Regions from separate parts of the Macaca mulatta genome. Here region 2 is linked to region 1. The links are chromatin contacts, called in public Hi-C maps. All regions are on one chromosome and are shown on one strand. Each heading gives the region's core, a stretch centred on a gene start, on an enhancer-like site or on the middle of the called end of the contact. The rest is flanking DNA. Distances are from core to core; before and after follow the strand shown.

What was found. A called contact is a pair of places that touch in the nucleus more often than the background predicts.
Region 2: a Hi-C map of cortical neurons shows a contact between it and region 1, with 2.7 times the contacts expected there. The contact joins the promoter of PDCD5 here to the promoter of DPY19L3 in region 1. A contact is called at or near these places in 3 of 14 Hi-C or Micro-C datasets (blood, cortical neurons and fetal cortex germinal zone).

The regions. Positions count from the first base shown.
Region 1 is chr19:43,687,464-43,692,686 of T2T-MMU8v2.0, forward strand. DPY19L3 (dpy-19 like C-mannosyltransferase 3) reads left to right here and starts at 2,752. Exons shown (of 19, transcript XM_077982051.1): 1 at 2,752-3,298. It overlaps LOC144337368 (a long non-coding RNA gene), which reads right to left and starts at 3,256. Exons shown (of 3, transcript XR_013410410.1): 1 at 2,720-3,256.
Region 2 is chr19:43,868,491-43,873,713 of T2T-MMU8v2.0, forward strand. PDCD5 (programmed cell death 5) reads left to right here and starts at 2,966. Exons shown (of 6, transcript NM_001265692.1): 1 at 2,966-3,093; 2 at 3,945-3,982. The coding sequence starts at 3,028.

The DNA.
Region 1 (5,223 bases), core at 1,502-4,001:
CCAGGTGTGGTGGCGGGCTCCTCTAATCCCAGCTTCTTGGGAGGCTGAGGCAGGAGAATCACTTGAAGCTGGGAGATGGAGGTTGCAGTGAGCCGAGATCGCGCCACTGCATGCCAGCCTGGGTGACAAAGCTAGACTCCACCTCAAAAAATTAAATAAAATGAACATTGTATTTCAGACAGGAAAAAGCCAGTAACACAGAAGAACTCACACCCTTGGGATCCCAAGAAAAGATCCATGGGAAGGATGTAATGAACGGTGTTAATGACTTCTGGTGCAGTGCTTCTCAAAGTGTGATGTACATATAAATGAACTGGGGGTCATCTTAAAATGCAGATTTTGGCTACACAGGTCTTGGGTAGGACCTGAGACCCGGCATTTCTCAGATGACCCCAGGTGATGCCCATGCTGCATAACCCACAGACCGCATGTTGAGTAACAAGGTTCTGCTGTGGTTCCCTAACTTTTCTGAGAACAGAATTATCTGGAAAACTTCTGTATTGGTCCATACAGCTATACATACTGCTCTGAAGAATACTGCTGTAAAGAATGCCCAAGACTGGGTAATTTAAAGGAAAGTTGTTTAACTGACTCACAGTTCAGCGTGGCTGAGGAGGCCTCAGGAAACTTACAATCATGGCAGAAGGCAAAGGGGGAAGCAAGGCACTTTCTTCATAAGGAGGCCGGAAGAAGTGCTGAGCGAAGAGGCAAGAGCCCCTTATAAAACCATCACATCTCGTGAGAACTCACTATCACGAGAACAGCATGGGGGAAGCTGCCTCCATAATTCAATTACCTCCACCTGGTCTCTCCCTTGAACGGTGGGGATTATGGGAATTACAATTCAAGATGAGATTTGGGTGGGGACATAAAGCCTAACCATATGAACTTCTTAAAGATTAGTGGTCCCCTAGCCCTACAGATTCTAAATTCAGTAGGCGTGGGGTAGGACCTGACAACGTGCATTTTTTTTTTTATTATACTTTAAGTTCTAGGGTACATGTGCACAACGTGCAGGTTAGTTACATATGTATACATGTGCCATGTTGGTGTGCTGCACCCATTAACTCGTCATTTACATTAGGTATATCTCCTAATGCTATCCCTCTCCCCTCCCCCCACCTCACAATAGCCCCTGGTGTGTGACGTTCCCCTTCCTGTGTCCAAGTGTTCTCATTGTTCAATTCCCACCATGAGTGAGAAAATGCAGTGTTTGGTTTTCTGTTCTTGCGATAGTTTGCTAAGAATGATGGTTTCCGATAACGTGCATTTAACCTCCCAAGTGATGGTGACAGTGACGCTGCAGATCCCCAGACCACACTTTTGAGATGCACAGCACAAGTATTGCTGGCCCTGGCAGAGACAACCAGGGAGACCATTTAGGCTTCTAAACCTACTGCACACCAGAAGTCTTCCTCTACACCACCACTGCAGTCACAGTCCATTACTGGAGCCCATTCCTTTTACATTTCCTCTCTGGCTCCTGGCTCATATGGCCAGAAGTGTGAGCGAGGACCTACACTCATTACCCATCACCTCCATCGTTACTTTATCAGAACCAAAGACTAATTCTTAATTGGCTTATTCTCCCCAAGACTTACTCTCAGCAGTAGGTCCTACTTAGGAAAAGTCTCAAAGCTTTATCTTGCTTAGGAATGTCCTTTCATAGTATTAAAACAAGCAGCTGCTGCTGAATTCTACTTTCTTTTTAAGCGATGATGTTTCACAATGGTCACATTTCCCCCAGAGTGAAGAGAAAAAAAAAAAAAACCTATACAGTAAGAGGGAAATCCTATTTAAGGGGGACTCAATTCACCTACGTATTGATGAAGCAGACAAATGTACATAAAGTCATCTTAACATGACAGATAATAAACATACAGTCCTTGCCCTCAAGCCAGGCGACAGAAAAGCTACCAACCACCAGGTTGAAACAAGACAAATGTCATCTGAAAAAACAGCTGCATTTGTTTCTATCGAAGTCTTCCAGCAGATACCTTAATATCTTCGCACAGAATGTGTGCTCTTTACTAACAACCGACACACAAAGGAGGACGATCTCCAGCAGAGGTGACTAGGAAAGGCTTCCTGGATGGAGTAATTTAGTTTGGAGTCAGACCAATGAGCGCCTTTTCAAGGGTGGAGGTCCCAGATGGCCATTCCTTTAACAAAAATCAATTAACATGTAAAGTATATGCTGACAAATAAAACGTTTGATGGGCCCAGTGCAGTGGCTCAAGCCTGTAATCCCAACATTTTGAGAGGCTGAGGCAGGCCTGCCTCAACTCAGGAGTTTTAGACCAGACTGGGCAACACAATGAGACCCCATCTCTTCAAAAATTAAAATGAATCTCAGCTACTCAGGAGGCTGAGGAAGCAGGGTCACTTGGGTGCACGGGACTAAGGTTGCAGTGAGCTATGATCACACCACTGCACTCCAGCCTGGACGACAAAGCAAGACCCTCGTCTCTACGAAAAATTTAAAAATTAGCCGGGCATAGCAGTGCGAGCCTCTGGTCCCAGCTACTCGGGAGGCTGAGGCGGGAGGATTGCTTGAGCCCAGGAGGTCGAGGTTGCAGTGAGCCGTGATAGCACCATTGCACTCCAGCCTGGGCGACAGAGAGCCTCATCTCTAAAAAATAATTTCAAAAAAGGTTCCATTTAGTGTTTTTCGTGGTGTGACTAACAAAGGTATCTAGAAATATAGCACAGTCACTACCTGCTCTCAAAAAGCGGCTGCCAATCTAGTTTGGAGACAGAAAAATATACCCAAGTGAGAACACAGAGGAGTCTATTTTGTGAAAAGGGGCGTCTTTGGAGACGAAAATCCCTCTCTGCGGGACGCTGACGGGCAGTCGTTAAAGGACTTCAGCGGCAATCGGGCACTGGGGCTTTGCCAAGGCTTGGAGGCGGCGCGCCAGGCCGGGCAACGCGGGAAGCGGGGCAGGCCCGAGTGGCCCTACTGCTGGCGTCCCTACCGATCCCTGCGCATCCGCCACACAGCAGGGGACGGCAGGAAGGAGGAAGGATGGGAAGTCCCGTAAATCAGGCCCTCAGGGGCTCCCAGGCCCGCACCATTCCCAAACCCCGGGGGCCACCGCAGAGCCGCTGCTCCGGGCCGTGTGGCTCGAGGCGACCCTTCCTCGGAGTCGCCGGGCCCTCCTCTCCCGAGCCGAATCTCTAGCTCTGGCCTGAGGTGACCGGCGCCGCCGAGAGCAAACACAAGATTCGCACCCCGCTCCCCACGACAGCGGCTCCGCGGCGCCGCTCAGAGTCTCCGGAACAGACCAGACTCAAGGCAGGCCAGGCAAGCGGAAGTGTGCCGCTTCCTTCCGGCCAGCGCCGCACGAGACGGGGCGGGGATCCGCGGAAGGAGGCGGAGACTCCTGTTGACGAACAGCTCCTGGGGCCTATGGGCGCGGCCGCAGCCGCCAGGCCTCTCCGGCGCGCCCCCTCCCCGGGGCTGTCGACGCCCCCCAGCCCCTCATTTCCACAAAGCTCCGCGGCGGCTCTGCCCTCCTTGTCCCCGCGGCGCGCTGCGGCCCGTGGCGCTGCCCCGCTCCCGCCTAGCCCAGTCGGCCTCCTTCCCCTCCCGGAGCCGCGCGTGAGGACCGCTGAGACCGCAGGTCTGTGGCGGCGCGCGGGGACGCGCGGGGGAGGGTCCCCCGAGAGGGCGGGCGGCCGCCGGCGGAACACACGGCTACAGCTTTGAGCCCCTCAGGCCGCCCCGCCCCGCCGCGTGGCGCATTCGGGGGGCGCGGCCGCGGCGTCGGGGCGTCGGGAGGGGCGGAGCGCGGAAGTGTCAGCCGGGACGCGGGCCGGGCTGGACTCGGGAGGGACCAAGTTTGCGGAGCGGCTTCTGCGCGACGGCAGTGCGGCGAGGCAGGGCCTGGGCTGCGACCCCCAGGGCCGCTCGCCCGAACTTCCCGGCTGCCCCTGTCCTGGGAGACCTACCTGATGGGGACGCCAGGTGTGCAGGGGCGTGGCGCGTAGGTAAGCGGACCCGGTGCCTGCCTCACCCAGGGGATGCTCACTAGAGCGCTAGGCTTTTTAATTTTTTTTTTTTTAGAGACGGGGGTCTCGCTCTCTGGCCCAGGCTGGAGTGCAGTGGCGCGATCACGGCTCACTGCAACATCGAATTCCTGGGCTCAAGCGATTCTCCCACCTCAGCCTCTGGAATAGCTGGGACCACAAGCGTGCACCACCGCACCCGCCTAATTATTTTATTTTATTTTATTTTATTTTATTTTATTTTTATTTTTATTTTATTTATTGTATAGATAGGGTCTCGCCCTGTTGCCCAGGCTGGTCTCAAACTCTTGGTCAGAAGTGATCCTCCTGCCTCAACCTCCCAAAGCGCTGGAATTAACATGAGCCGCCTTGCTCGGCCAGCACTAGTCGTCCTTATTAATAAAGAATCGAGTCTGGTCCCTTTTCAGTCGCTTACAATGGCATTCCTTTTGATCTGATGGAGGAACTTTTTGTTTCATAGTTCATGGGACTATTGCAGTGCCTGACACATAATTGGTACTTAAATATGTGTTGGTTTTCTGCCTTACCATATTAGAATATATGAATTGTTTTAAAAAGTCCTTTCCCACTTAGGGAGGACTCTAGGATGAGGTCACATGGGGGATAAGCCCATCTGTGGCTGTAGGACTTTGTTAAACACGCTCTCTGTTCCAGGTTCTCCATTTCCAGTGCTTGAAAGCGCAGTACTTAAATCTGGCTTCCTGCTTTTTTATTTTTTATTTTTGGTATGAATGAATACATGAATTGTATAATGTTAGTTGGTTTGTTCTGTAGAGCAAGTTCCCCTTAGGAATTAATAAACTGTGGAAACAATCATGTCAGGCTACTAGTCACATTTGAGAAATAATTAGTAAGAGGCTGTTCATTATTCAGAGGAGTGAAGCAAGATGTTCTGGAGGACTAGAACCTGCTTACTCACTGCCACCACTCCCCCGCCTCCCACTTACTGCTGCCAAACCAGGCTCCTGCTCCCCGCAGTTACTCCCACCGACGCTCCCTGGGATAGCAGCTGCCCTGATTGGCACACCCCCGCAGTCATCACCACTGAGGCATATTCCTGAAGCTGCCAGTGTGAATTGTTTTATAGAACACTGGTGTTAAAATTCAGGTACCTGAGACAAAACAATATTTTAGTTCTTCAAAATCCGGTTGTCAACACATTTACTATGGAGTATCTCCCACGTGGCCACT
Region 2 (5,223 bases), core at 1,716-4,215, 180 kb after region 1:
CAGCCTCCCGAGTAGCTGGGACTACAGGTACATGCCACCATGCCCAGCTAATTTTTGCATTTTTAGCAGAGATGGGATTTCGCCATGTTGGCCAGGATAGTCTCCATCTCTTGACCTCGTGATCCGCCCTCCTCAGCCTCCCAAAGTGCTGGGATTACAGGAGTGAGCCATCGCACCTAGCCTAGAGTAGATATTTTTCTAGAGAAGATATACAAATGGCCAAGAAGCACGTGAAAAGATGCTCAGCATCACTAATCATTAGAGAAATGCATATCAAAACCACAATGAGGTACCTCACCTCATACCCATTAGGATGGTTAATATCAAAAACAAGCAAAAAAACAAACAAAAAACAGAACACAACAAATATTGGTGAGGAGATGGTGAAATTGGAACCTTCATTCACTGTTGGTGGGAATGTAAAATTCCACAGTTGCTGTCGAAAATGGTATGGCCATTCCTCAACATAGAATTACCACATGATCCAACAATTTCTCTTCTGGGTATGTATCCAAAAGTGAAAGCATGGACCTGAACAAGTATTTGTACACCCATGTTCACAGCTGCATTATTAATAATAGCCAACCGGCCGGGTGCGGTGGCTCACGCCTGTAATCCCAGCACTTTGGGAGGCCGAGGCGGGTGGATCACAAGGTCAGGAGATCGAGACCATCCTAGCTAACACGGTGAAACCTCGTCTCTACTAAAAATACAAAATATTAGCCGGGCATGGTGGCGGGCGCCTGTAGTCCCAGCTTCTCGGGAGGCTGAGGCAGGAGAATGGTGTGAACCCGAGAGGTGGCGCCTGCAGTGAGCCGAGATGCACCACTGTACTCCAGCCTGGGCGTCAGAGCAAGACTCCGTCTCAGAAAAAAAAATAAAAATTAAAAAAAAAAATAGCCAAAAGGTGGAAGCAATCTAAGTGTCCATTGTCTGATGAATGGATAAACAAAAGGTGCTAGGTATATCCATACAATGAAATATATTCAGCGTAAAGAGGGAAAGAAATTCTGACACATGCTACAACAGGGATGAACCTTGAAGACATATGTTAGGTGAAATAAGCCAATCGCAAAAGGCCAAATATTGTATGATTCCACATATACAAGATACCTAGAACAGGCAAATTCATAGAAACTAGAATGGGAGTGGGTGGAGACTGATTATTATTCTCAGACTCCTCCCACCTCCACCCATTCCCATTAGAGGCCCCTCACACCAATCTAAATCTTTACTGGGTAGAGTTCCAGTTCAGGATGATTTAAAAAAAAAAAAAAAAAAAAAAAGGTGTAGAGATTGATGGTGGGCGTGGTGGTTCACGCCTATAATCCCAGCACTTTGGGAGACTGAGGCAGGTGGATCAGAAGTTCGAGACCAGCTTGACCAACATGATGAAACCCCATCTCTACTAAAAAATACAAAATTAGCCAGGCATGGTGGTGCACGCCTGTGGTCCCAGCTACTGGAGAGACTAAGGCAGGAGAATCGCTTGAACCCGGGAGGTGGAGGTTGCAGTGAGCCGAGATTGACAGTGACAACTGCACAATAATGTATTTCATACCACTGAACAGTACACCTAAAAATGGTGAAAATGGTAAATTTTGTATTATGTATATTTTGCCACAGGCCAGGTGTGGTGGCTCACGCCTGTAATGTTAGCACTTTGGGAGGCTGAGGCAAAAGGATTGCTCGAGCTCAGGAGTTAAAGGCCAGCCTAGGCAACATAGCGATACCCCATTTGTATTTTTTTTAATGTAAAAAATAAAATAAAATAACACACACACAAACGAATAAACAGAACCTGTATGAGTCACACGTTTAGGTAGCTGAATATCCTCTCTGCCCCCGATTCCCCCAAGTCAAAGGCAAAAGGGATTCGTTCCACCGAAGAGTTTACACCAGCCACAGCTGCCTCCCAGGAAAAGCCCTTTTGTGCGTGGAGGAGGCAGACGGCGAGGGTCTGTGAACATTTTTTTTTTTTTTTTTTGAGACGGAGTCTCGCTCTGTCGCCCAGGCCAGTGGCCGGATCTCAGCTCACTGCAAGCTCCGCCTCCAGGGTTTACGCCATTCTCCTGCCTCAGCCTCCCGAGTAGCTGGGACTACAGGCGCCCGCCACCTCGCCCGGCCAGTTTTTTGTATTTTTTAGTAGAGACGGGGTTTCACCTGTTCGCCAGGATGGTCTCGATCTCCTGACGTGATCTGCCCGTCTCGGCCTCCCAAAGTGCTGGGATTACAGGCTTGAGCCACCGCGCCCGGCCCACACTTTTTATTTTTATTTTTTATTTTAGAGACAGGGTCTGGCTCTGTCTCCCAGGCTGGAGTGCAGTGGCGCGATCACGGCTCACTGCAGCCTCGAACCACCGGGCTCCAGCGATCCTCCTGACACAGCCTCCTGAGAACTAGTTTTTTAAATTTTTAGTAGAGATAGGCTCTTGCCATATTGCCCAGGTTGGTCTCAAACTCCTGATCTCAAATGACCCTGCCGCCTCCCGAAGCGCCGGGACCACAGGCGGGGAGCCACCGGCCGGCCTCTGTGTGCACCGAGGAGCCGCGCAGCAACCGCCACGATCCAGCTTTAGGACATTTCCATCATCCCACTCAGCCTTCCTGCGCCCCTGGTTCCCCCATCTATAAATAGATAATATGCGCCTAGCTTTCTAGGTCACCGGCACATTGTACCCATAATTATTATACTTGTCAATGCCACATTTCTAGGTTTTAACCTTCCCCAAGCGCAGCACCCGCCCCCAGCGCAGCCCGTGTCCCCGCACGCAGAGGAGCCGATCACGGGTGGGAGGTGGATCCCGGAGGCCCCGCCCCAGGCCCCGCCCCCCCGTGCGCCCAAGCTCGATCGCCTGAGATCGGGGAATCGGGCCTCTCCTGGCGCCCTGGCAGCGGCGCGGGGCGTGGCTCCGGGCTGGATTGGTGACGCCTGGGCCCCGCGGGCGCCTGCGCAGTGGTCAAGGCCGAGCTGGCGCCGAGGGGCTGTGGGAGTGTCCGTGGCTGCTCCACCGCTGACGCCGCACCATGGCGGACGAGGAGCTTGAGGCGCTGAGGAGACAGAGGCTGGCCGAGCTGCAGGCCAAGCATGGGGTGAGCGCGCCAGCCCCTGCCATGCCCGGCCCCCGCGGGGCGCCGCCCTCGCCCGGAGTGGAGGGCGCGCCTCCCCCGGGGCCCGGTCCCCGGCGCTGCCCTGGCGGCCTCGTGGCCGGCTCCGAGGTGGCCTCCCCGCTTTCTCCGTCGCGAGGGGCACGGGAGGCTGGCGGCGGGGGCCGCCACGTGCCCGGGCGTTGGGGTGTGGGGTCCCCTGGCCTGGAGCGGGCTCGTCCTGGCGGGCCTGGATCCAAGCACAATCTCAGCTTTTGGAACCAGCAGCAGCCGGACCGAATTCAGTTTTTCCGGAATTCAGTTGTTCTGACCCAAGTTTAGCTGACAGGTATTGAGGGTCCGCTGTGTTCCCGGTGCTGAGCGCGCGGCGGGGTCAGAGGAACGCTCGCCCCGCCGGGATGACAGGGAGGGGCCGCCCGGGAAGCTTGGATGGATCAGACGCCCGGAGAGGCGTTTCTGATAGAGAGAGGGACGGGGACCTTAGGGACGGAGGGCGCAGTCTTTTGAGTTACCGTTGTCCCTAATACCGAGGCCCGTTTTATTTTACAGAAATTATCCCTACACGTAAAACACGGTTTCGTAATACAGGGATTCCCCTCCCCAGGGTGCTCTGTATTCCAAAGCGTTCTGTGAGGTTGTGATTTTAGACGCTCATCAAAACGTTGTAAGTGGAAACTAGTTCGTTGATTTCTATGAGGCCCAGTTTCTTCATTATTTGGGGAGTTGTTTCTACCACTGCAAGAGACTGTGATGTACAGGAAACAACGGAACCGTTCCTTTTTCCCCTCCCCCCCCATGAAATTTCTGTATTAAATTAAATTTTTTTTTTTTTCCAGGATCCTGGCGATGCGGCCCAACAGGAAGCAAAGCACAGGTATGGGCTGGAAACCTGAACTTTTTTTTCTTTTGCTTTAGTTATTTTAAGCAGGTGTGTGACTCAGATTTTTTGTTTTGCTGGAATGGTGATTTGGCCAAAATCATCCGCAGGGTATCTTCATTATTATTAGTTAAATAAACACGTGTGCAGCTCCACCTCAGACCTTGTATTGCAATTACTGGTTGATGTTTCTCTGCCAAACTGTGAGTACCTTAAAATGAGCCTGATAATAGGCAGCTGTGGCAGTTTCCTCGGATGTGGGGGTGACGTGAGTCCGGTGCCTCACTTAGTAAGTGCTCAATAAGTGTTAACTGTTAAACTATTCTGACTGTTTTATCCCAACACAGGGCAGAACACCTGAGACAGATGCAGGTAATTGATTCTGTGGCAGGTTTATTGAATGAGTATGTGATTACCTTATGCTACTGTTTTAAAATTGTGGTTAAAATTTCACCATCTCAACCATTTCTAAGTGTGTGCTTCAGTAGCGTTCACACTCTAGAATGTTTTCATCTTGCAAAACTGAAACCCTGAGGTTACTGGACAATTCTCCATTTCCCCTTCCCCACCTTCTAACTCCTCTCCAACAAATATTGATAGAGCACCTACTCTGGGTCAGGCACTGTGCTGGGTCTACAGAAATAGGAAGGCAGGGAGGGTTCGGGAGAAGACAGATGGTAAGAAGCATCTGGAGTAGTGATAGGAAGTAAAACGATGCGAATTTCATTGATTCTACCATGTACATCTTTAAACATATCTGAAATCAGGATGTCTTTTATAACGGATTGCTCTTGCCCCAGATTCTTCCAGAGGGGATTTACTTTAGACTGCCACCACTTGAGTCCATTTTTGAGACCACTGAAAGTTAAGTTCTCTGCTTGAGGTTTTCCCTTGCCTCGTCCCTAGTAGTGTGAATTCAGACACCAACCCTTTAAGACTGCACTTTTTTCTTCTTCACTCAGGGCCAGGTGCATGCAAGCTTTTGTACTGCCTCTTACTGCGTGGCAGATTTATTTCTTCTTTACCTTGTACTGAGAATGTTGCTCTTTGATACTCCAGTGGTGGGATCAGAACTCACTGCAGCCTCAAACTCCTCCTGGGCTCAAGTGATCCTCCCACCTCAGCCTCCTGAGGAGCTGAGACTACAGGCGTGCACCACCATGCCTGGCTAATTCTTTTAAACTTTTTTTTTTTTATAGCCTCGCTATATCACCCAGGCTAGTCTCAAACTCCTGGCT